Regions from separate parts of the Mus musculus genome. Here all the other regions are linked to region 1. Evidence: chromatin contacts called from public HiChIP or PLAC-seq and promoter capture Hi-C data. All regions are on one chromosome and are shown on one strand. Each heading gives the region's core, a stretch centred on a gene start, on an enhancer-like site or on the middle of the called end of the contact. The rest is flanking DNA. Distances are from core to core; before and after follow the strand shown. Region 1 holds the start of Card19 (caspase recruitment domain family, member 19). Region 2 holds the start of Iars (isoleucine-tRNA synthetase). Region 3 has its middle 75 kb from the start of Gm36784. Region 4 overlaps Phf2 (PHD finger protein 2). Region 5 holds the start of Omd (osteomodulin). Region 6 holds the start of Phf2 (PHD finger protein 2).

Region 1 (4,121 bases), core at 625-3,124:
TGTCTCAGACTAAGGTCTTCTCTCCCTGCAGGCTTGAGGTAGGGGGAAGGGGACTCCTATATGGTCTAGGATGTAGAATCTCTGTGAACTTGAGTGTTGTCCTTGGATCAAATGTTGCACAGACTCTGGAGTGCCAAGAAGCAGGTAGCCTGCAGTTGGGAGGCTACCTCAGACTGCTAAAGGGGGTGAGGGCCTCAGTTTCTCTCATGGGACCAAGTAAGGTCCTCAGGTTCAGAGGAAGATACAAAGGTGGAATGCTGGCCTTCCTGATGAGGAGTCTGGCAAGGGATGCCTAAAAATGCATGATTCAGGAAGTCCTCAGTCTCACCCCACTGCTAGAACACAGTGATGGGTGTGCAATAATTGGAGCCCTTCAGAATGGTCCCAATGGGGTCTGTGCAGGGTTCCTGCAAGATGTAGCCCTTGGATCTAGCCCAGACTGGCCCAGGCACACATGTAGGTCAGGTACATAGTACCTATACCCTGCTCTGGAACAAAGTCTGTCCATGCTGTCTGTCCCCTCTGCAGGCACAGATTAGTGCTGAGGACAGCTGCCTGCTGACTCTGCATTTGCCTGGCCGGTGGGGAACCTGAGCAAACCTCGCTTTCTGCAGTTTTTAGCAAGGGGCAGGAATGTATTGATCAATACCACTGGGTCCAAGAGTTTGGAGCTCTAAGTGACCTTGTAAGTCAATCTCCAGATTCCTTTCGAGCCTCTCACTCCCAAGATGAGAGGTTGCAGCACTGGGGAGGACAGAGACAGACACGGAGGGCTCAGGGACCCAGGGGGTTCCTGGACTGTCCGGGAAGTGCATCCAGACCTGGGGCCTCCATTCCTGGTCTTGGTCCTGGTCTGGTTCCAATATCTCAAGTTACAGCTCTAAAGTGTGCCAGACTAGCCGCACCAGCGGAGAAGCAAAATCTGGTGCCTGCTGCCATTGCTGGCTGTGAGGGTCCTGCCTCCCCGACCCTCGCAGATCTCCATTTCCTAGCTGGGCCTGGGCTTGGGGCCTTCCTGTGGTTGGTACCAGAGCTTGAAGAGCCAGGCCTATGTACAACAGAAGGGAAACAAGTTGGGAGGCAGAAAGATTTATCACCTGAGGCCACACATTTTACAGTTAGGAAAATTGAGGCTCGGTCAGACTACATGACTTCCTTAACTAGGCGGCAATGCCAGCCATTTGTCCTCTGTGTAAATGGGGGACTTGGTAGAACGAGGACCCACTAAGTTCTCTGTTAAGTCTCAATTCATCACTGTCCGGTCGAGGCCCTGTGGACTTCCGTTCGGTCCCTGGTTGCCAATGAACTCCCACCAGCCTTTTATGCCAGACTTGACCTCCTATGTGACCTTGGGTAATTCTCGTCTCTTTTAAGACTCGGTTTCTTCATCCAGGAGATGGGAGTGGGGTGGCCAGAGCGTAGCAGCAGAAAATTGAACTGAGAAGTTCACAATAACCTCCTAACCTCCGCAAAAAGCAGGCACAAGACCGGGAGGAGGGGCAGGGCATAGGCGAAGGGACGCCGACCCGGGTAGCTATTGGAGAGGCTGTGAATGGGGCGAGCCTTGAGCCGGGACGTGGCTTGAGTTCTCTGGTCCAGACAAGGACTTGGGTACTGAGTTTCTCCGCTAGGTCACTTATGCTAGCTGGAGCGGGACTCCCGGCGTCGCTACAGGAGAAGCTCCTCAGGGGCCGAGCTCTCTGCTGCGCGTAGTATAGAGTTAGGGAAGTTGTTTAGAGCCCGAGCCGCCCCACGGCTGACGCGTCTCCAGTGCGAAGTACAGAAAGGGGCGTGGCTAATCGGAGGGAGGGGCTTGGGGGCTAAGATGTCGTCGCTGGGCGGGACCTATAGGGAAGAGGCGGGGCTTAGGGCCAGGCCTGCGGGCGGCGGTCACCGGAGCCCTCGCGCCGGGCGGCGGACAGCCGAGGACGACGGGGCGGCGCCGTGTCCTCCGCCATGACAGGTGGGCGCGGGTCCAGGAGGGCGACGGGAGCCGTGTGACCTTGGCGTCAGCTGGCGCCGGCGACGCGGGCGTAAGAGGCGCGCGGCGGCGGGGTGTCCCGGGCTCTGCGCGACGGGCCGGGGGCGCCAGGGGTCTCGGGTGCTGAGTGGGGGGCCGTCGCGGGTCGAGGAGGAAGAGCAGCAGGTGAGCGCTCTCCCGGTGCACTGCACCGGCTGCGCCTGCGGAACGGGCGGTGTCCCGGGACGGGATGGATCTGAGAGAGGGAAATGGTGCTCCTCGCCAGTCTGCTGAGACTTTAGAGCGCCGCTTGCACACAACCCCCTTGGAGGCGGGACCGGCGCTGCAAACCTGGGTAGCTTGTAGTACCAGGGAGACGCCCGTGTTTCCCGCTCTAGATGGGTCTAGAGAATTCGGACCCAACAACTGGATCCCTCTTCTCCAGGATGGCTTGGTTGCCCCAGCCCAACCCTTTTGCTCTGGGGACTCACCCACTTTATTCCTGATCCCAGAGGGACACAGTGACATTGCTGTGCTAAGTTCTCTCGGTAAAAGATCCGATGAGAGGATGAGTCAGCGAGGGACCCCTGCTGCCTTAGAGCCTAGGGAACGTGATAGCTACCAGATGCACTTTTTTTCTGGGAGTCTCTTGTACTTCATATGGCAGAGTTCACCTGGGATAGCCCAGAGAGATGAGGTAACCCCAGAAATCCCAGGGGTCTCTAAACTGGAGTCAGCGTTGGGCATGCACAAAAATAAGACCTCATAGGTTGCAACCTGGTGACTTCTAGAACAGGTTAGAGGAGACCCCATCTTCCAGGCCCTTCTTGTTTGGAGCTGCAATTTCTGAGCATTATGTGTAGAGCCCCTAATATACACTCTTGTTCAGAATAGCCATTTGGGGGCAGAAGGAATATTCTCATGTCTGTGTAGGAATGGGAAGATAAAATCTCAGGTTGGGTAAGTGCCCCCAGACCACCCTGCTGGTCAGTGGTAGGAGCAGAATGGGAGCCTTGGCCTCAGCCTCTGGTTTCCCAGATCCTCTAGTAAGTTCATCAGGATGTGTGGGACAGATCTCGCCTGTGCTGGCCTCCAAGGGCCCATTGTAGAGACAGGATACCCATGGAAAATGAGACATCCCACCTCCAGGAGAACAGGTAGTTGTGGGGGTGGAGAACTTTTAGCTGGAAGGACACAGGCAGGCCTTGATTGTGGCAATAATACGCTTTCCTCTCTGCAGTCTACTTGCTGGCGCTTTGACACTTCTAAGCATCCCACCTTTTTCTAGTGGGAGATGGAGACTGAAAAGCAGAAGTCTGAGAGGGTTGGATGGGCAGCCCTGGGGCGACAGATCCCTTGTTCATTCTTGGCTCAGTGCCCTGGTGCACCAGCTGAGGGTCTGCCATACACATTAGTCTTTGTTGCCTCTGAGTGTGAGTGTGAGTGTGTGTGTGTGTGTGTGTGTGTGAGAGAGAGAGAGAGAGAGAGAGAGAGAGAGAAAGTGTGTGTGTTTGGTGGTGATAGATACTGAGAGTTGTGTCTTCACAGAATAGGCAGTATAGTATGGAGCGAGTGATCTAAGCCAAACCAAGTACTATGACAAGAACTTATGGGAGTGGTTCAGAGGGGAGTCGATGCTCAAGTTCTGGACCCCAGGAGAATTGTGAATTCTTGGAAGGGGGCTAAATAAACTGGGCATAAATCAATCACATCTTCCCAGCCTGCTGCATGGGTCCTGGCTCTAGTGAGCTGCAGACAGAAGGCTCTGGGACCCTAGGAGCAGAGTAAGGGCAGGTGGGACCAGCTGCTTCAGGGTCCCAAATGCCAGAGTGAGGACTTAGGTCTGGGCTGCTGAAGTTGAAGATGAGGTGACAGAGCCAAGTTTCTGGTACGAGCTGGCAGGGAGGGAAGTTACAGGGAAAGGCTCATGGATTCTGCACAGAATGATCTCTTCTTTATCTAGTAAAGGCATTCCTGGCCTTGTTTACCGGAGCCTGGTATCCAGGCAGAGCCTTGCCCGAGTCTCCATTATACCCAGTGGCTGCCTCTATGTGGTTGCATGAACAGCTTATAAAAGCCACAGGAAGCACAGGAAGTACACTGCCCTAAAGCTGCTGCTGGCTTAGCCCTGGGCTGGGCCACCCAAGGCAGGTGACTCAGG
Region 2 (4,121 bases), core at 560-3,059, 470 kb before region 1:
GATCAAAGGTGTGCTGTGCACCACAACTTTCCAGCTCACAGGTGTGCTTTGGGGGGCCTGGGGCTTGAACCCAGAACCTTATGCACACAAGGCATGCACTCCAGCTACGAACCATAGTCTTACCTGACCGTTTAGCTATTTATACACTATTTCCACCAACCTTTGCTTAAGATGATCTCAACTTATCTTGACAAAGTATCCCACAATGCCATGGGTGCTGCTGCTTATGTTGACACACACCTACCATACCATCACTTGGGAGGCTGAGGCAGGAGGACAATTTGAAGCCAGGCTAGGCTCCACGGGAGAGGCATACATCATCATCTTACTTTTTACACCTGACGTCTCTTTTAACTCTGCTAAAGGGATCCACTATTCATCTCTCTAATGTGCACAGGTATTATCTGCATGTATGTTTCATGTACCATGTGTGTACTGTGTTCCACAAAAATGGCATTTCATTGTCACTCTGGGTGTCTCTTCAGAGGAACAAGTGACTAAGACATCATCATCATCAACAACAACAACAACAAAACACAAGCCAGTCAAACAGAAACGCCCCTCCACATCCACGGGGTACTGGATTCAGGATCTGTTGGAACACCCAAATACAAGGATGCTTAATTCTCTTATAAACATAGTATTAGCCTATAATTTACATGCATCTGCCGGTGTATTTTAACTAATCTTTACTTATCCTACCTAATACATTTAAATCCTAGATACACAATTGCTATACTATATTGCTTAGGAAATAATGACCAAGACATTACGTTTGTACACGTACAGTACATGTCACTACTACAGACCTAACCACATAGCATGAGCACTGGCTGGTTGAAAGCCCAGATGCAGAACTAGTAGTTAGAGAAGACCAACTCTATACTTTCTACCTATACACTGAGAAACAAAAGAGCAAGTCTCAGATACACTAGTTTGCATTCTGTGAGTTTCTCAATGATTTCGGCTTATTTCTCTAACACAGTAAAAAAGAGAACAAATTCATGAGGTTGAAAACGAAGTTATTCTCTCACATATTCATCACGCACACGTCCCAAGCCAAAATGACAACAACGACCCCCTCATCTTCTGTCCAGACAGGATAGATTTATATAAACCTTGGAGTATAATCTCTGCCCACCTTCAGTCCAAGCCTATAGGAGACCCGGATAAGTTATCTCTTCACACCTCCAAACCCCAATAGTTTGTTCTGTAGGGCCGCCAACAGTGAGCTTAAACTGCATTAGCAGATTCTGTGAGCCCAGGACAAGCGTGCAGCGCATAACCTACCTACCTTGGTACCGAGAGATAAGTACACGCGAATCCCAGCACAGTTGGGAGAAGCCCAGACTCCAGAAAGACTCCTAGGTTAGTTCTTTTAAAACACCTAACTTGGCAGTGACCTCAATCAGATTCCGATCTTCTCTCGGATACTATGTCACGCTGCATTCTCACAACTCCCTGCTCATAAGCCACCAAGGTCCCACTAAGTGAAGGGGGTACTTCTAAGGATCTCAGTCCTCCACCCAACGAGTCAGGCCAGAATCTGCGGGCAGCTCTGAGTTCTGCAATGTTACTCTCCCTCCACGAAAGCTCTCTGGAAATAGCTTTGTGCCCGCAGCTCACTCACAGTGAGAAGCAGCGTGCTCCTTTTTCACCGCCTCGTGCTGTCTGGAGGTTGTTACACGGGCGGGCCTCACTCTGCGGCCCAGAAGGACAAGAGGGTGCGGCTTACCTGGGAACCCGGAGAGCTCGCTCAGGTTGCAGCCTGCGACCACGTTCCGCGTCTGGAGGTGATGCAATACTGACAGTGCCAGGCTCAACCCCTCCGCGGCGCCCAATCAGCGTGTGCCATCCAACACCTACAAACAACACGTGTGGCGATTGGTCCGTGCATAACTGCAGAGCAGGATGGGAGCGTCCCTGCAAAGGAAGGAGAAGACGCTCCAGAGCCCTAACCCGGCAAGTCAGTGGCTACTCAATGTGGCAAAGTTTTTGCCTTCTAAGTCTTGGCCTATGAACGAGAGACACCCTTTCGTCCTGGGTCCATATGTCAGTACTCTCTCTCTCTCTCTTTTTTAAAAGGGTTTGTTTATTTGTACACAGTCTCCTGCCTGCATGTATTCGTTGTAAGCCAGAATGGTGAAAGCTTGGGGTTGAACTGGAGACCTCTGGAAGAGCAGCCAGTACTCCTAACCTCCGAGCCATCTCTCCAACCCCAGTATTCTTAAATATATGTCAATATATGTGAATATTATTAAATATATGTGAGTATATTTGAGATCTGGACATTTGACGCCATATAAAATTAGTTTAGACTCAGGGTCTCTTGTATCTCCTGCTGGCTCCGGAACTCCTAAGCAGCTAAGGAATGACCTTGAACTGCAGAACTTTCTGCCTCCACAATGGGAGTTACAGAAATGTTCCATCACGCCTGTTTTTATATGGTGCGGTGGATAAGCCGGCCATTTGTGCACCATAGCCACACACTGCCAACTGAGTTAGATTCCCAGCTGTGATGGCATCTAAAATTTATGCTACATATGAAACTTCTGACAAGTGACTCCCACAATTATTTTGGGAACAGTACATATTAACCTGGAGACTACTAACCATGTGGTAAATGGCAAGAGAAGGGAAGAGGGTCTGACAATAATCTGAACCCTTTATTGAATGTCATTGCAATGGTTCTTTTCATTTCAAAATTTTGCTTATGTATCATTACATATCTACTTAGTACCCTTCGGATCCGGCCTAGAACAAATGAGAACGTTGACACCAGTCTGTGAAAGTAAGTTTTGGCCTTGATAAATTGACAGCGTTAATTAGGTAAATAAGTGCCTATTTTATTAATGACAGAAAAACAAAAACAAAAAAACGGATTTGGCCTAAATGAAGTAGAAATCTCGGCGAGTTTTAGAACATTTTGATAACTGTTGAGTGTTTTATTCAACAGTTCTAGGCCCTATGGTGTCGAAAATTAGATGCAGTGTTTGCCTGTGCTTCTTGCTTTCTTAATTATGAGTATCCTTATTAACCAGAAATATTTGGAGTTTTTAAGCTTTGCATTCTTTAAATTGCCAATTGGTTCACCTCATGTTTATCCTCTGATCAGCGTGCAGAAATAGAACAAAGGTCCCTGCACAAAGTGAAAGAAACTTATGTACCCATAGGTAGTGTAGACTGGACCAGGCTGTTTAAAAATTGGATTGAGAAACACTATAAACTACTGTTGGGAAGTAAAGGAACAGTTCGTCTAGAAAATAGGTAATTAAAAAACTTTCGCTGGTCGTGGTAGTGCACGCCTTTAATCCCAGCACCCGGGAGGCAGAGGTAGGTGGATTTCTGAGTTCGAGGCCAGCCTGGTCTACAAATTGAGTTCCAGGACAGCCAGGGCTACACAGAGAAATCTGTCTCAAAAACAAACAAACAAACAAAAAAAAAAAAAACCAAAAAACAACAAAAACAAAACCAACCAACCAACCAACTCAAATCTAAAAACCTGTCAAGGTTGGGTGGTGCACACCTTTAATTTCCAATACTCAGGAGGCAGAGGCAGGCAGACTTCCGAGTTTGAGGCCAGCCTGGTCTACAGAGCCAGTTCCAGGAATCCTGGAAGATGTTGGCTGTGGCCAAAATACTACTTGGATTCAAGAGTAATTTTTTTTTTTTTTTTTTTTTTTAGGAGCAAGTCAGGTAAAATTGGCTGAGAATATAGTTCAGTGATAGAGTGCTTGCCAAGTCTGCAGAAAGCCCCAAACAAGACAGCAAATGCAAGTAGTCAGAGTTAAGATAGGCAAACTGTAGAGATGACGATTGGAAGCAGCAGCTCACGTTACATCTCATGACAGAGACCTGGGAATGGGGAAGGCCAGTTGTCAATGCTTTGAAATGGAGTCCTTGGCTCATTTAAGTATGGACGCAAGCTCTTTGGTTCTTCCCACTGTTTTAACCTATAGAAAATGGAACCAGTGGCTGAGTTTATTTTTGGCCAAGACTTCCAGAGACTGGAAGCATGTTTCCTGCTTCTGGGAACACTTGCCCTTGGCTTCTAATTGCCACACTTTAAAGAAGCCCTTGGATAGACAGTGAGTGGGCCAGGCATCCAAGCAGAACCTCTA
Region 3 (4,121 bases), core at 1,025-3,524, 430 kb after region 1:
ATAAATACACAGACACACACACACACACACACAGACACCCAGACACAGAGAGAGAGAACTCTTGTACATCCTACTTCTGGGCTAGGTTCTCAGCTCTTACACGTTTATTTGGAGACAGGTCTGACTAAGTCGATCAGGCTGGCCTTTCCTTTGTTCTGCAGCTCAGGTAGGTTTTGAACACGCAATTCTCCTGCCTCAGCTTTCTGAGTAGTTGGGATTGTAGGTCTGCACTACCAGGTCAAGCTAGGAGTTAGTACTGATTGATGTTCGAGAAATATATGTGACTCAGGGGATCTATTTTGAGCCATAAAAGCCAGTTTCAACAGGATATGTCTGGCATGATTCTTTTTCTAGAACACTCATTAAATAACGTAATTACAGAGATGGAGGCAGATTAGAGGTTGTTGGGGGTCAGGGATGGAGTTAGGTGAGGGACTGAAGGGACAGACTTTATAAGACAGTGTGGATGAGAGAGCTGATTCTAGGGGAAGTCGCTTCATGCAAGATAAAAAATACAGAGCCCCAGCATGTGTGTACATGCAAACATGGACGGATGCTCATGTTTAACGTTGACTAAGATGTCCTCATTTTAATACCCTGTTCTTGTTCTATGATTCCCTCCCCAGTGGGGGTCAAAGGTATTCATAAGATTTCCTCTGTACACACTTTCTGAAAATTATTTACAATCAGTATTCAAATAAAAAATGTAGAAAAAACTACATTGCAGCAAAAAAAAATCTTACTAGGATGTATAAAATCAAAATTGACAACAAACTCATACAGATTAACAGTAAGATGAACAACACAGCAACACTGCAGGAAAGAGGCTTTAATAAAATATGCAAATAAAAATTAGCATATGGAAAAGTTCTTTACCGCCATCCCTCAGGGATATGCAAATGACCGCTCTGCTAAGCTTCCATCCATTAGGCTCGCATTAGAGTGATCAACCCAGAAATTACTCTTGGGCAGTTCAGGTGGGGGAGGAAGCAGGCCCACTGCGTGAGACATTGTGCTGGTTAAATTAAACACATGGAAGGGCCATCCAAGCTCGGGGGAGGGGCGGGACGTCTTTCCCAGAGAAGTGAGAAACTATAGCCCAGAGTTTATGACTTAGGTGGAGAAACCCAAACACCTAAGTAGGGTAGATGTGGGCGAGAAAACCCATCTGTCTGTATGCGATGGGTCTGCTGTGTTAGGAAAGGCTGAGCAGATAATGGCTTCCTTCAAAGAAGCCAGAAAGGACAGCTGTGTGGGTTTGAGGCTGGGGCCAGGTAACACTGGCCCTGAGCAACATGGGAGGGAGAGGTGAGCCCTGTAGTACAGGCTTCAGGAAGTTCTTGAAAGAGCTCCCCACCATCACAGAGGTGGTGGCCAAAACCAAGTCTTCAGAGTCAATTCCACAGCACCTAGTTCACACCTCAATTGTGTTTTGGCAACACTAGGGATGGAGCCCAGGACTTAGCCTGTGCATAGAAAAGCATTCTACCCTTGAACTATGGTTCACTTAGCACAAGGAAGTTGATTTTTTTTTTAACACTTCTGCCCATGTCCCTGCCTCCTTTCTGAGCTCAAGCCCATTTTGAAAGTCATGTCCAACAGGGAAAGACCATGGTCTGTGCCAGCCAAAAGCTGGCACGAAAGCCTTGTGCCTCTTCTCTCCCATGGGCAGACTGTATACAACTATCTACTCCCTGTCCCCCACACCAGCATCTTCCAGAGGCTTGATCGTCAAGTCCTCCCTTCCACCTTGGTCAGCTGGGCCCTTTCCCTCCCTGATTTTGTGTGGCAAGATTGCATCCTCCAAGAAGCCTTTCCAGGTTCTCCAGGCTGAGCCCTTGGTGTCACAGGGTTGACCTGTTGTTTGGTTGTTAGATTTTCCTAGAAAGCCATGTTCTGTTCCCGACTCCATTGGGGTTTCCTCTGAGGCAGGAACCTCTATCTCCTGGGGCTTTCATTCGCTGGTGCTGGGCAGGAGGTCTGCATCCAATCTCAGAGGCCTACCTGTGTTTGGAAATCCAAGCCCGAGAGGTGGGGTGGGCCCTGCAGTTGGGGAGGGTTCTGAGCTGATTCGTTAAAAGGTTTTATGAAAGCACGCTAAATAGACCGTGCAATTGCGAGAATAAGTTCTTCTCTGGTGGAAATTACTCAGCCATTTGGTTCTTATTTTGGCGAACGTGGTTCGGCCCTTTTGAACGCACTTGATACGCCTCGGCTGCCAGAGCAACAGGAAGATATGCTTTGAATTCCCTGTAAACCCCGTGTAAACACCAGGCTTACGGGTAATTGCAACAGAACCCGGCTCCACCCCGCAGCCTCTGCATGCCACCCCTCCCGACTACTGCCTAGGCCTGCAGCCCGCGGCTCCGCCCCTGGGCTTCAAGGTCTAACACATGCCCAGACAGAGGCTGGGCTCCCAGAAGGGCTTCCTCCTGGCAACAGGGAGCTGGTAGCTTCTTAGCCGGCCGGCCTTGGTGCGCTTCATAGTCACTACATCTCTGGATTCCTGCCCTGGCTTTAGCAGAGAGGCTGTGGCCTCTGGACCGCTCTGCCCTGCCCACTTCCCCCAAGCCTGTGTGTTCTGGCGCCCTGAGCTCACAGGACATCACCAGCTCTGACTTTTGGTGGACGTGGAAGCCTTACAGTGGTCTGGCTTTCAGGGTTGTGGCTCACATCGAATCTGGAGGGGGCCTTCTTGCTTTCTAACCTTCCTGCCTCTTGTCAGGCTCAACTGGAGCATCCCTCAAAGGCCAAGCTGGAGCGCAGCATAGATCTGGGGCTGAGCAGCACTGGCCCCAGCAGCAGTGTGAGAGAGGACTGTAGTTTGGGTCCCAGGCAGCCGCTTAAGTGCTGGGTGGATGTAGCAGCCCACCTGCAAGCCCAGCACTCAGGAGGAAGAGACGGGAGAGCTCAGAAGCGACTAGGCTAAGTTCGCCAAATTCTCAAGCTCTGGGTTCAAGTGAGAGACCCTGCCTTAATATGTAAGGTGGGGGGCAATTGAGTAAGGTATCCAATGACAACCTCTGGACTCCACATACCTACACACACACACACACACACACACACACACACACACACACACACAGAAGAACCCACACATGATCATGCCTCCACACACATGAACCCACACATGATCATGCCTCCACACACATGAGTATACACATGATCATGCACACCCCACACACAAAGAGTGACTGAGAGAGATAAAGAAGAGATGATTATTTGAGAACTCCCTCCTTTCTGATGGGATTGATGCTCTTCTTACGGACTCAGCTCACTGACTTGTCTGTCTCCTGACATTTGAGACTCCAGTGTTTCCACCTCTGGAGGATGAAGCCTTGGGAGCAGAGACCAACCCTTGCAGGCTCAGGTGTTGCTGGTGCCTTCATCCTTACCTCCCAGCCTCCAGAACCATGAGAAACCAATCTCTGATCTTAATAACTGGTCCAGCCTCTGGCATTTTGTTTAGCAACCTTAGTGAGCTAAGCCCCAGATCTTGCCAATGGGCGTGTGGGGCTCCTCCCATTCTGCACTCCGTTTCTTCAAGTCCCTTGGGGACCATGGTCACCTCAGAATCTATTTCTCCCCATGTCTTTGTGGCAAGTCAATGAATCAACCCAGAAAGGGGCTCTGCATACTGTAGTTAGGAACTTCCTTGGACAATGAAAACAGCTGGATCATCTAGAGGCTTCTTTGCTCACACATCTGGCTGGGGTGGGATGACTCCGTATGACTTGGGCTCTGTGGTAGCATGGGTGACCTTCTTTAGGTCGAGGTTCTTATGAGGAAGTTCCAGGCTCTGTGGGAGAACTTCCAGAGAGCCTAGACAAGGTTAGTAGTGTTGCAGCCAGAAAGGCTGTCCTGGAATCACTACCCCAAATTCTTGTTGATCAGACTTCACAAACCCGGACATATTCCAGCGGAGGCATGTGGACCCCACTTCCCTACTTCTTGATGGAAGACATGTCAAAAGTTGCAGCCAAATGTCCTTCTCACCAACACAAATAACAAGAATACTGTGACCTTTCCCAGGGTCTGGCCTGGGCTTCATCCTGGCCTGTGCCTTGAACCCTGCTTGTGTATGAATTGGACGCTGCTATCCTGAGGTTCTTTTGAGGAAG
Region 4 (4,121 bases), core at 445-2,944, 380 kb after region 1:
AAGACAAACACTGTTTTCTGTGCGTGAGCACATGTTGTTGATCTGTCCACCTGTCTTGGATGGTGGATGGTGGACGCTGTGCCCACTTCAGTCTCACTACTTTCTCTGACTGGGCATCGACAGAATGCCAATCCGTAACTCATAGATAGATAGCTAAGTGAGACTGCTGGCTTGTATTTCATTTTATGTTGATTTTCTGAGGAAATCACTTTTTTTTTCCTGTGTCTGCACCATTTTACATCTCTCAACTGAAGAAACCAGGGAAGGGTCACCATCTCTCCACATCTTCATAAAAGCTGTAGCCACCCCGCTGAGTGAGTGAGGGGTCTGACTTGCACTCCTCTGATGGCCTGAATGTTCAGCATCGTTTCCGTGCTTGATGGCCACTTATTCATCTTCCCTGGGGAAATGTCTGTTTGAGTCATTCGCTCATTTAAAATCTAGATGGTTTTATTATTGAGCTATAAGAGTTCTTTATGTATTTGGATGCTAGACCCTTACCTAATACGTAATCTAAAAACATTCTCTTATTCTATAAGCAGACTTTTCTTTCTTAACGGCGTTCTCTGTTGTACAAACCTGTTTTTTAATTAAATTGAAATTTTTCCTCCCTCTTTCTCTCTTTCTCTCTCTCACACACACAAACACACACATACACTGTTGCATGATCTCTTCTCATTCCCAACAAGCTCTGTGGTTTCAAGCCCCCTCCTCTTTCTCCTTATTTTTTGAACACTAAGTTTAATTGGGATTTCTGGACAAGCATGAGTGAGGGGGTTACTGGGGAATGGGCAACTTATCAAAGGTACTGAAGAGACTGACACTGCCTCCCTAAGCAGTAACCATCAGTGAGTTCCTCAGGAAGGGGTGGGGCTTTATGAGCCCCGCCCCTATCCAGGACGACCTGTTGTTGCTTGACCCAGTCTTAGATGCACAAAGGTTTCTAATTTTGATAAAGCCCAGCTTATCATTTGTAGATGCTGCTGCCGCCTCTTTTGTTGGTGTTATATCTGGTCACCCACTGCCAAATCCAAAGGCTTGAGGAGTTCATTCATGCTTTCTTCTAATACCTTTATCGTTTTAGATCTTAGAGTGGGCTTATCAGTTTGTTTTCAGTTAGTTTTTCCATAGGGTGTCCGGTGGGCATTAGGAATAGAGAGAGGCAGGCTAGAGAACCTGCTGGCTAGCTAGTGTATACATGGTAAGGTTCAGGTCCTAAGAAAGATCCTACTTGAGACAGTAAAGCAGAGAGCACAGAAGAAGACACACAATGTCCTGCCCTGGCATCAACATACATGTATACACATGCGTGCATTTGCAAACTCATGTGCATACAGTATATCACACAAACACACCCCCCCACACACACACACACAGGATAGTCTTTCCCGATTGAATGATCTTTTATTTCTGGGTCTAATTCTATTCCGCTGGTCTGTTTCTAGCTAGCTAGGTACCAGTGGCACCCTGTTTGGATTACTATGGCTTTGTTGTATATTTTGAAGTTCTGAAGTGTATGTCCTCTTAACTTCATTTTTGTTTTTGAAGATTTGGTTATTTGGGGGTTCTTCACGATTCTACATGAGTGTAAAGTCAGTTTTTACCCTTGCTTCAGCAGTGGACAAATCTTGCCTGAATTTGAGGTACATTTCCCTCAGACAGCTAATCCTTCCTGATGTGTGTGTCATCCCTTTCTTGATTTACACAGCCGTGCTGCTGTGGTAATCTTGCATCCCACAACTTCCCCTCTTGTTTATTAGGGCTAGCATGTTTTATATATGTGGTTTCCATGTGACTTTCTGTACATTTAAGCTTGTCATCTGCAAATAAAGATCACATCACCTCTTTCTACTTGAAGACTTGTAATTCAGTCTTGCTGTCTAATTGCTCTGACTAGTCACCCTAACACTGTTGAGTAGAAGACAGCAGTGGCCATCCTGGCTGTTTCAGGTCTTCTGGGGAAAGATTTTGGCTTTTCATCATCCTGTGTAATATTAGCTGTGAGTTTTTCCTGTTAGGCTTCTATCTTGTTGAGGAAAGTATCTTCTATTTTTACTCAGTAGAGTTAAAGACTTTTTTTTTTTTTTTTTTTTTCTGAAGAGTCAGGAGTTTTGACACACACCTTTAATTACACCACTCTGGAGGCAGACACAAGTAGATCTCCAGGCCAGCCTGGTCTATGGAGTGAGTTCTAGGACAGTCAAAGCTACAGAGAAACTCTGTCTCCCTCCCCCACAAATAAAAATAAACAAAATTATGACTAGGTGTTGGAATTTTACCCAGTGCTTTTTCTGTATGGGTTGAGGTGATCACGTGGCTCTTCCTTGCGTTTATCTAAGGTAAGAACGTCTGAGGAAGGATGGCGGCTGGGGCAGAAATGTGATGGAGAGAGGATCTCCTTGCTCTGCTCCTTGTCTTTTGCCCTCAGAAGTGGGTGACAGTCACATGATCCCTGCTCCCCTGTAACCTCCAGGGGGCACAGAGCACACCCCTTCCTTGTAGTGAGATGGAACTCTGCAGGGACGGAAGCACTGGTTTATTTCATGTGCTGAGCTATCTGCTCACTCCTGTGACAAATCCCACTTGATCGTGGAATACAGCCCTCTTGGTATGCTGCTGGACTTTGTGATATAGTTTGCTGAGGATTTTTATATACTATTAATAAGAGTTGTGGTTCTTTTGTTTTCTTGTATGCTTTTGTCTGGCTTTGAAATCAAGATATTATTGATCTCATAAAAGGAACCAGGAGGTCTGGGGATAAGAAGTAGAATCCTTGTCTAGCTCGGTTAAGGCCCTAAATTCATTCCTAGCACCAAAAGCCGGTGGCGTATGGGTCAAGATTGCTACTTTCCTATCTGTTTGTTTCGGAGGAGGGTTGGTGTTGGTTTTGATAGAATTCACTAGTGCTGTTCCTAGACTTTTCTTTTTTTTTATTTTATTCAGTGTGTGTCTGTGTGTATGTATATGCGAGTGTGTGCACGCTGATGCCCAGGCATGCATCATGTGGAGGGCAGAGGACAACTACCAGGTGTCTCTTCTCTTCTACCGTCTGGGTTCAGGGAATTGATCTCACGCTATCAAGCCTGGTGGTGAGCGCCTTTACCCACTGAGCCATCTTGCGGGTCTCTGCAGTTTTTTGAGGGAAGAATGACAGACACAATGTCTTACAGATCTGTTCATTTTCTATTTTGTCACGTGTGTACATATGTGTTGCTGGGTGGCGGGAATCAGTCCCTGGGCTTTAGATGTGGCCAACAGTCACTCTCCTGCTGAATCACAGCTTACTCAGCTGTTTTGGAACTATTTTTCGTAGCTTATGTGTTCCTAGGAAATTTGTCCATTTTACCTACACTACCTAATTTGTTGGTCTGTAAATATTCACAGTGTTCCCTCGAAGTTTTTGTCCTTTCCTTGGGGCCAGTGGCAGTGTCTTTACTTCCATGTGTGGTTTCAGTAATCTTCAGGTCCTCTCTCTTTATCTTGGTGAGCCTAGGTAAGAGCTGGCAAACTTTTGGCTTGGTTGATTCTCTCTGGTGTTACTGGTGACGTTTGCGGGGATACAGGAAGTCAAGAAAAGGCCCTCCCTTTTCTTGCCTGAGGTTTGCAGAGGTCAGCCTTGTGCATCATTTCCTAGGAGCTGTAATTGTTTTTTGAGACAGGGCCTGTGCTTGGGATCTGAAGCTCACTGACTAGGCTAGGCTGTGCAGCCAGCGAGCCCCCTGGAAGTACCTGCCTTGACCTCTCCAGAGCTGCGACAGTAGGCACCTGCCACCGTCTTGTATCCGTTCTGGGAATCTGAACTCAGGCCTTGGTGCTTACACAGCAAGACCTTTACTGACTAAGCCATCTCGTTAGGTCCCCTTACTAATTTTTTAATAGGTATGAAGTTTATCATGCAGTATATCATAAGGCCATACATTTTTTAAAAGGACAAAGGAGCACATTTAATTTAAAAGTCGTGCTAAATACAGCTGGAAGCAGTTTGGGAACTTCTGGCGGCGTTGTAGCATTTGCTCTGTGTAAAGTCATCTGCATAGTGTTCACTGGTGGCTTCTGGACAGCCACTTCCCTTCATCTTTTCTGGGTGGAGCCTCTGGGGCTGCCCTTAGGATATGTCACTT
Region 5 (4,121 bases), core at 955-3,454, 370 kb before region 1:
TTTTAAAAGCATTTTTGCTACTTAATTTCAGTCCCAATACAGCCACTAGCAGTAGATTCTTAGGGGCTGCTTTCCCAAAATACGCACTGAGAGCCAAGAAGTAGAGCTGGTCTGTGGCACCACGCCAGGCCACAAAGGACTCTAGAGTTCTGCCGCACTTGCTCATGAGCATCCACTCTGTCTTTTCGTTGTGTGAAGATTTTATCCTTGTATGGAGACCATTAGCAGTCCTCAAAAGCAACCTTACATTTTAGAATTAGAATCTCAGGAGTTTGAGACATTGGAAGAAAAGGAAATCCCGATAATACTTCATGGCAGCTTAACTTAGCATCAAAAACAAAGGCCTTTGACGATAGAAGGATTCATGTTGTCTCCTTTTGGTCTTCGTAAACACTTCAGGAAGATTTCCCTGGAGAGCCATTTTTCCACTGAAATCCTGCCCTTTACTAGTCTTCCTCTCTTCCACTGTGGTACCTTCTTTCTCTTTAGTGATTTTAATTCATTTTACCCAGTGAGTCTCTTCTTAGTCATTGCTGAGCATATTTGGTTACTTTTGCTTCCATATTCTACAATTTCTGCCCTGTTCTTTGTAATATAACTCAGAGACCATCAGAGTAACTCACTGTGAGTCATCTCATTTCCCAGTCTCTAGGTTTTAACAAAGCCTCAGTGCAGTGCACTTGCTCTAAGCAGTCAAAGATCTATGGAATGAGTGACTTAAGTCACAGGTTATGGCTTGTTAGCAGTGCCTTTCTCTGTTAATGTTTATTTCTCTAGGCATTCACCATGCTGGTTTCTTTAGATGGTTAAAAGTTAGAGAACTTAGCTGTTATCTTTTGTACTTATTTCTATATAACAATATGTGATATTTCTTACTTATATTGTCTATTAGAAATATGAGAGATGAAGAAAAAATAAAGCAAAGCAACAATGTAAAATTTAAGAAATTATCCATTAATATGAATTTTGCAAATAACACAATAAGAGTTTCTTTATCATAACATTTCTCTTACTTGAAGAAAAACACTCATGTTTTTAAATGAATGTAGGTCCTAATCCAAATTAATAAAAGTGTTATAATTTACTTAGTTCTGGAAACTTAAAGGTAAAAGCATTGTAGCATGTCACTGTTTTAAAGCTCTTAACCGTTTTACTGATAGGCCATAGAAGCCAGGATATAAAGATCATCTGTACCTGTTAATTCTTGTCTAAGACAACTTTAAATTTAGTCTTTTGCTCTTTAAAAAAAGTGTGTCTCAGTTAAAATAATACATACATGCATACATACATACGTACATACATACATACATACATACATACATACATACATACACAATACATTTAAATCGTAATTAACTTAAACTTAAGAATCCTTTAATAACCAGACAAAATGTTCCTGTCTTGGGAATGATACAAATGAAAACAAACATTCTAAATCAGAAATTTGCCCAGTAGAAAAAATTACAACAAAGCATTTTTTTTTAGCAAAATTGTTTAGCAAATTTTTTGTCATTTAAAATTAAGAGCAGAAAAACAAACCCAAGAAACTAAAGAGAAATTGATTCCTTTAACCGAAGATTCTTTCCCTTTGTCCAGTTTTATTTTAAAAATAATCTAAACAAATATTGCTTATTGAGTCATTTTAAATCAGAAATTTAAACTCACCTTGCTGGTCTTTTTGCTTAAACATTTTGCTTAATCGAAATTTTAATTTAATTTTTAGTCAGATTTTGCTTCCCCGATTGCGCTTTTATGATAAGTGCAGTCTAATTTAATATTTAGCAACCCTAAGACACTTTTGTAACAGTAAGAATACATACTTTAAGAGTTGAAAATTACTTTATCATCATACCTGTTGAGATTGCTCTAGTTTCAGGGACTGATGAATTGGCAATCCTTTAACTGAATCAGAAATGCCTAAATTCTTTAGCGAAGTTTCTTAAAAATCCACAGTAACTCAGTGTGCAGACAGGGCTGTCCTTTGAATTACTGGAGCAATTTAAGTAAATACAATCTGCTTGGAAAACACTTGGGTTGAATTAAAATTTTGTACTTCTTTTCATTATACAGAATTTTGTGGATTCAAAGTAAGATGTTTGTGCTCTTGGTCAGATTTATGTGGCTAACTTCTTTCTTTTCTCCTTAATTTTGGTTTGAGGTGTGGCAAGAATTTTCTCTTAATATGAAAGGCAAACAAGACTAAATGAAACAACATGTACTGATTACTGTTTTTATTTTCATTTTTATGCCAAAGAATTCTTCAGATTAAAGTCCACTGTGACCTGGAGCCCAGTGTCTCAGCAATTTAAGGTGGAATTCAAAATTGTATCCGGTTCCTGGGTTGACAGAGGCTTGCATTCACATCAGTGCTTTCCTTTGACTCTTGACTAAGAATCAGAAGTGGAAACATACAGCATTTCACATCTAGTTTACTTTGAGAATGCAGTAGAGTGCATTGGTTTCACAGATTAAAGGCACAGCTTTCCCACTTATAAAGACTACTAATAACTTTTAAAGAGAAATGAATTCCCTCAGCTATGTATGCTAGTGCCTTGCCTTTCGGCTCAGTACACAAAATAATTTTATAGTCCACTTTGTCTTTAAGTGGGATCGAATAAAAGCCTCTGCTGCTCAGTCACTTCTTCTACCTTTTATTGTATGGATTTAGAAACTTTCTTCATTTGCTGAAGGAGCCCTCCTTAAGAGTTGCAGCTAGCAAGCCTGCTTACTGCAAGGCTACATTTTTGTGCTAATGTTTTCATAGTTAAACAGAGTTAGCTGTGTCTCTTGGCATCAGCTGTTGAGTTTTTTGGAAAGACATTCTTTCAAGCTTGAGAAGTTTTGGTTCTTCAAAACAGTGTTTTCTATTAGACTTTATAAGTAACCTAGAGGATTTATTTTAATGTTTCAGATTTAAGAAAAGTATATAGTATTTCAACGGTGCTTTGGCAACATTGTAAACATCTAGTCTATTACTCGAGACATTGGTATGTGAAATGTGGCAGACCGCACTTGGGCCAAGATTCCATTTAGTTACCGATCTTTTCCATATGTTTCCTATTACTGTCTTTGTTCTTAAACCTCAGGCTTTCACACTCGGGAGAAGAACAAATCTGTATGTTTTTCTCAAGCATTGTTTTAGTCCCCTTATAGTTCTTTTAAAAGATTAAGTTAAAATCAGCCACTTAATTTTTAAATATAATTCTTTATTAATTGTATGTTGTGGTCTTAAAATAGTGATTCTGTTGTTCTTGTTTCTAGATTAGGTAGGAAAATATATCACTAATACTAGAGCACATTTTTTGAAAGTCTAGAACCAGAAGTGGTGATGCACACCTTTAATCCCAGCACTTGGATAGTAGAGGCAAGCAGATCTTTGAGTTCCAGAACAGCCTGGTCATCAGGATGACCAGACCTACACAAAGAACCCCTGTTCCCCAAACAAAAGTGTTTCTAGAAAATTTAAAGGAGGCTAGCAGTGTATATGATGTTGCATTTGGCAGTGACTGAAAATGAAAGAGGATAGGCGAGTTTCTGATTACTGATTTCTTAGGCAACTTCATTGTACCAAATGGAGAGAAGTCAGATGAATTGGTTTTAAAAAGTTTAAATTATATGGTAGAGTTATGATTTTATTGAAACAGACACGGCATCTCAAAGCTTAACAACATACTAGTGCTGGCTAGGGAAAGCCTCCTGGTTCAGCCTAATTAATATAATAGGTAATTTTTCTCATTTATTTGTTCATTGTTCAGCTCTTTAAAAAAAATTAAGTACCTATTTGTGTAAAATAGTTTAAAATTGAGGACTCAGTAGTGAGAATCTTATTGTCATAGAGGAGATAAGTAAAAAATAAAAGTTTATTGAGTGGTCAGAGTATAGCAGAGAAGAAATCAAGGTAAAGGATAAAGATAAGTAAGGTAGAGAAGTGCAGATGGGCAGCTCTGCTCCTGCTGTCTGTGAGCCGGGGTGGAGCAATGAAGTTACCCTATGGTGGGTGGTGGGAGCCAAGCACTGCACTGATGAAATGGGATGTTAAAGGTAAGCAAGGGAAAACCAGTGCGAGTGGTTGATGGATTAGAGTGTGACACAGTAGTAAGAACTCAGGTTTAGATGAATGC
Region 6 (4,121 bases), core at 945-3,444, 350 kb after region 1:
TCCGGAGCATCTCTACCTCTTGTTGCTAGCAGGAGCACCTTGTCCCCTCTCCTGGGTCATGTTCTCAGAGGATGACTCATCTGTTCATTCAGCCTTCTCATTCTTTCTCCCATCGCTGACTCAGATCTAAGTCCATCCCTGGTTCTTTCTACTCCAGGATGAACAGGAAAGCCGAGTGCTGGTGTACAGCTGTCAGCATAGAGTAGGTGCTCAATAAACATCTAAGGCTAGGAGGTGGGAGAAGGGATGGAGAAAACAAACAGAAGTTAGGGCCAGAGGCCTGGGGTAGGGTCTGTACTGCTGTATAGCTCAGCAGCTTCGGGAGGGCTCTGAGAATCAGGGTACCTGATCCCCAAGCACAGGGGCAGCTGTAGTGGGCACAGCTGGCTGCCAGAGAGAATGTCAGAAGATAAGGAGAGTAAATGGAGGCACCCAGTGGTCAGTACCCCACCAGAAGGAGAACAGGCTTTCTGGGGGAAAGGTGAGGTGAGAGGAACAGGTTCGGGACTTGGGCAGGGGTGTCCTCTTCCCTTGCTCCCTCTGCCCCCACCTTTGGTAGGCTACTTCCCTTCTGCATTTAACTGCTCTGAGCTTCAGTTTTCACTTCTGCTGAATGACAACTGCACCACCTCTTGGGGAGAGTGCCTTAGGTAACAGGGCAGTGCCTACCCCACCAGGACACATGCCTGGTGACAGGGACAGGGGATTAACAGCTGTTTCTTGCCTTGTAAGGGGAAGGACCATCCAGTACAGAGGAGACCCAAGGGGACAGCTGGAGTTCAGGCAGGTAGCTTGAAATGAATTCATTGTGTACAGGTTGACGGGGTAACCTGTCTGCGCCCCCCGCCCCAATTTCCTATCTCCCCTGCCACATGTGTGCCCTTAGGTTACACAGTGCTTGCCCTGGTTCGGATCCTGATTTGTGGCCCTGGGTTTACCTATTTGGGAAGGGTGGGGGTTGGTTGAGGGCAGATTCCATAACAGGCTATCCTCTGAGTTGCCAGCAATGGAGCTGATTGGCAGCCGCACTCTGGGCAGGGATAACTGGGACTCTGCCTTGTCAAGGTAAGCAGAGGTCTGAAACTCTGGAATGTATCTGCAGAGACTAGCATCTCCACGTATTGTGTGGGGACAGGCAAAGGGGAAGCAGATCTAGCAGACAGCTTTCTTCCTAAATATATGGCCCTGCTCATCAGGGTCGACCTGGGTAGGGGACAGAGAAGGACCCTCATTCATATCTCACCAACCAACCAAACAACCAACCAACCAACCAACAAAAAAGCTCTAAGCAGGACAGGTGAGACCAGGGAGCCAGTTCAGAGCAAGACTGCAGGGGCGAGAGCGACAACATAACCCCTTGTCTTCCCCAGCAGTCCTGTGGCTCAGTTGCGACTCACTGGACTGTCCTCCGCTCCTAAGGTCTGTGGGTCTATGGGTTGTAATAAGGGGTCCTGGGCGGCACCAATCCCAGGTAAGCTGTGTCCTACAACAAACAGTTCACTCTCGGGTCCCCTGACTTTTGCCGGAGCATCGGGAAAGTTCACCGGATCGTACGAGGAAGCAAGGCAGCCCCCAGCTAGAAAGAAGGGGAAGGGGAGGTTATTCAAAAGCCAGCAACTCAGTCGCAGTTCGGGATGGGAGGGAGGCTGCCGGGCCCAGGAAGAGGAGGAAGATCCCCCTGTCCATCCCACTTCGGGGTCAGAAGAAAGTTAAGGCCAAGGAGTTGCTTCTGGCTAAGGCAGGGCTGTGCGAACTGTGTTCACGTAGTCGGGGGCAGGGGGCTCCGCGGCTCGTCTCCCTGGGAGTCCCGGGGCCACCCTCTCCCGCGGGGTGCCCCCGAGCCCGGCTGCTGGCTCCCCCAGGCCCGCGGCCCACCTTCTACCGCGGCCCGCCTTCCCGGCGGCGGGAGCGGGGCCCAGGCCGGCGGGCGGAGGCGGCGCCACCCGGGGCGCTGACGTAGCGGCCGCTCGGCGGCCGGGGGTCCCTTCGGTGGGGCCGCGGCTCCCCGCCCGCCGCCCCCGCGCGTCCATTCGCTTTGTGTCCCGCGCGCGGCCGGGCCCCCCGCGCACTCTCAGCCCTGCGCCCCGCGGCCCGGCGGGCGGCTCCCGGCGCGGCCCCAGCAGCCCGCGCCGGCATTGTGTGGACGCGCCCGGCCGCGAGCGCGCGCGCGGGCCCTGCCGAGCGCCCCCGGCCCCGTCCGCTCCGGCCGCGGCGCCCGCGCCCGCCGCCCCCGCCGCCCTCGCCGCGCGGCCCCCGGCCCGGCCCGGCCCGACCCGGGCAGCGCAGCGGCGGGGCGAGCGGCGGCGCGGCAACATGGCGACGGTGCCCGTGTACTGCGTCTGCCGGCTGCCCTACGACGTTACCCGCTTTATGATCGAGTGCGATGCCTGCAAGGACTGGTTCCACGGCAGGTGAGCGCGCCGCGGCCCGCCCGGCCCACCGAGCCCCGCGCCCTGGTCGCGCGCCCCGGGCCCCGCCGGGCACCGCAGCCGCGTTCGGCCGCCGGGCCGCGCGCCCTTTTGTGCCCAGGGCGGGGGCGTACGGCCGCCGCGCACAAAGCGAGGCCCGTGGCCGGGGCGGGCGAGGGGCGCGGGGAAGTTGGGGCTCCGGCCGCGATGGGGCTGGGACCCGGTCGTCTGACAGCGGGGCCGCAGTGGCCGCGGAGGCCAGGAGCCGGACGAGGCCCAGGCCCGGGGCCCCCGCCGCCAGCCCCCTGCGAAGTTGCAGGAACTTTCCCCGCGCGGGCTCGGGGCGGCCGGGCCGGGAGAGGCGGGCGCGCGGCCCGGCGCGGGTCCCCCGAGAGGCGCGACTGGCGGGCTCCGGAGCTGGCAGGGCTCGGGTGGACCGGGGGAACGGTAGCGAGGTAGCGGCCAGTGCCCCCCGTCTGTGCTGGATCCCGGGAACCCCCTCGGGACTGTGTCCTGGCGGGCAGGACCCCACCGGGGACCCCGCGTGCCTACTGGCTCGGGCCGGCCTGCGGGCCTAGGCGGGAGTGCAGTGACAGACCGACGTGAGTGTCTGTGTGTTGGGGTGGGGGTGTTGTGGCTTGGCCGCTCATTTCCTGGCCTGCTCGGCTCCCCATTTCCCTCCTCTCTGCTTCAGGCAGAGGAACCCCAGTTTTGACATGACCTTATGCTCTTTAAGGAAGATGGGGAGGAGGGAAAGAGGTAAGCTTGGAGATACTAAACCCGCCCTCTGGGCCCTTGCCGGTGGCCATGACCTGGCCTTGTGTCTACTTTTTAAGAGCCTAAGTCCCTTCCTACTTAGAAGTAAGAGGAGGAGAAAGAGGTGATCATCCTGCTTAAACTGCTCCAACAGGTTCTCTTGTGTTTGACTTTGCCTGTGGGATGTGCTTGGGCCTCAAGAGGGCTGGCCTGAAGCTGGACAGGTCTGTCTGTCCCCTGGGTGTGAGTTTTTAACAGCGAGTAGCAGGCTGGAGGGAGAGAACGGTGTGTGGTTCTGGACCGTCCCTGACCTTCCTTCTAGAGAGAAGACCCTTCTGATATCTCACATCCAGGATCTTTAGGGAGTCTTGAAAAAGAGCTGTGGTCTCTGGTCTAGTCATCTTTAAGTGTTGGGAGCTAGGTGGCCAGGATTTGATGGGCCTTCTCACATCTGTAGGCCCTGGGACAGAGGCCCACTCTTGTAGGGCAACCTGGCTGGCCTTACGAGGGGTGGTCCTGTATGGCTCACTGGAATCCCTCGAGTATCTTGTGTTGCCTCCCCCAAATATCTAGGGTTGTGGAGAGCACTCAGAGTTGTGTGACCCCTGGGCTCTGCTCCAAAACAGGGCCACTATAAACAGCCACCAACTGGCATCCATCTCGAAGGGTTTGTGGCCAGATCACAGTGGGTGATAGCCCGGAGGCCTCTCCAAATCCAGAAACGCTGGGAATCTGGACTTGAGTAGCCCTGAGAGTGGTGGCACCCCTTCTTCCTGTCTCAATCCAAGACCTATAGCACCTCTGGTTACCTGTCAGCTGGGCTGCTGCCGAGGCAGAGAAGGGGGTGGGGGGGTGAGATAATGAGTCTTGATGCTGGAAGAGGTTTGTTGTTTATTGTTTGCTTTGGTTTTGGAGGTCTAGTCACCTTACTGTTTCTCTGAGGATTTTGATTTGCTC

Evidence for each region. Promoter capture Hi-C pulls out the DNA fragments that hold promoters and counts their contacts. HiChIP or PLAC-seq counts read pairs in DNA pulled down with a chosen protein or histone mark.
Region 2: a contact with region 1 is called in a FOXA1 HiChIP or PLAC-seq map of pancreatic cancer cells. The contact joins the promoter of Iars here to the promoter of Card19 in region 1. A contact is called at or near these places in 1 of 39 promoter capture datasets (the C10 cell line) and 1 of 115 datasets of contacts at active chromatin or transcription factors (pancreatic cancer cells).
Region 3: a promoter capture Hi-C map of cranial neural crest shows a contact between it and region 1. The contact joins the enhancer-like site here to the promoter of Card19 in region 1. A contact is called at or near these places in 3 of 39 promoter capture datasets (cranial neural crest, embryonic stem cells and pre-B cells), 2 of 115 datasets of contacts at active chromatin or transcription factors (embryonic stem cells and pancreatic cancer cells) and 1 of 9 other capture datasets (liver).
Region 4: an H3K4me3 HiChIP or PLAC-seq map of bone marrow-derived macrophages shows a contact between it and region 1, with 3 times the contacts expected there. The contact joins the enhancer-like site here to the promoter of Card19 in region 1. A contact is called at or near these places in 4 of 39 promoter capture datasets (cranial neural crest, embryonic stem cells, hippocampal neurons and 1 more) and 3 of 115 datasets of contacts at active chromatin or transcription factors (bone marrow-derived macrophages, craniofacial prominence and pancreatic cancer cells).
Region 5: a contact with region 1 is called in a promoter capture Hi-C map of liver, with 2.8 times the contacts expected there. The contact joins the promoter of Omd here to the promoter of Card19 in region 1. A contact is called at or near these places in 5 of 39 promoter capture datasets (the SN4741 cell line, cranial neural crest, hippocampal neurons and 1 more).
Region 6: a contact with region 1 is called in a promoter capture Hi-C map of liver, with 3 times the contacts expected there. The contact joins the promoter of Phf2 here to the promoter of Card19 in region 1. A contact is called at or near these places in 13 of 39 promoter capture datasets (the 3T3-L1 cell line, the HPC-7 cell line, cranial neural crest and 6 more), 3 of 484 Hi-C or Micro-C datasets (CD4 T cells, embryonic stem cells and regulatory T cells), 14 of 115 datasets of contacts at active chromatin or transcription factors (bone marrow-derived macrophages, craniofacial prominence, double positive thymocytes and 9 more) and 3 of 9 other capture datasets (adipose tissue, liver and pancreatic islet).

The regions. Positions count from the first base shown.
Region 1 is chr13:49,213,779-49,217,899 of GRCm38.p6, reverse strand. It overlaps Card19 (caspase recruitment domain family, member 19), which reads left to right and starts at 1,874. Exons shown (of 6, transcript NM_026738.2): 1 at 1,874-1,963. The coding sequence starts at 1,957.
Region 2 is chr13:49,679,818-49,683,938 of GRCm38.p6, reverse strand. Iars (isoleucine-tRNA synthetase) reads right to left here and starts at 1,809. Exons shown (of 34, transcript NM_172015.3): 1 at 1,736-1,809.
Region 3 is chr13:48,781,189-48,785,309 of GRCm38.p6, reverse strand. No RefSeq gene overlaps it. Among named protein-coding and RNA genes, the nearest start is that of Gm36784, 75 kb to the right of the region's middle. RefSeq lists an enhancer at 4,008-4,121. Within about 2 kb of position 2,274, at least 92 of the 459 cell types and tissues checked have an H3K27ac peak or open chromatin away from gene starts, as enhancers often do.
Region 4 is chr13:48,836,089-48,840,209 of GRCm38.p6, reverse strand. The region is part of intron 1 of Phf2 (PHD finger protein 2); the gene reads left to right. Among named protein-coding and RNA genes, the nearest start is that of Phf2, 33 kb to the left of the region's middle. Within about 2 kb of position 1,694, at least 11 of the 459 cell types and tissues checked have an H3K27ac peak or open chromatin away from gene starts, as enhancers often do. A contact at or near this core is called in bone marrow-derived macrophages, where this site is marked.
Region 5 is chr13:49,580,545-49,584,665 of GRCm38.p6, reverse strand. It overlaps Omd (osteomodulin), which reads right to left and starts at 2,204. Exons shown (of 3, transcript NM_001360708.1): 1 at 1,853-2,204. All of the region lies in intron 5 of Cenpp (centromere protein P), which reads left to right.
Region 6 is chr13:48,868,958-48,873,078 of GRCm38.p6, reverse strand. It overlaps Phf2 (PHD finger protein 2), which reads left to right and starts at 2,194. Exons shown (of 22, transcript NM_011078.3): 1 at 2,194-2,411. The coding sequence starts at 2,314. It overlaps Phf2os1 (a long non-coding RNA gene), which reads right to left and starts at 2,128. Exons shown (of 2, transcript XR_003950516.1): 1 at 1,876-2,128; 2 at 1-227.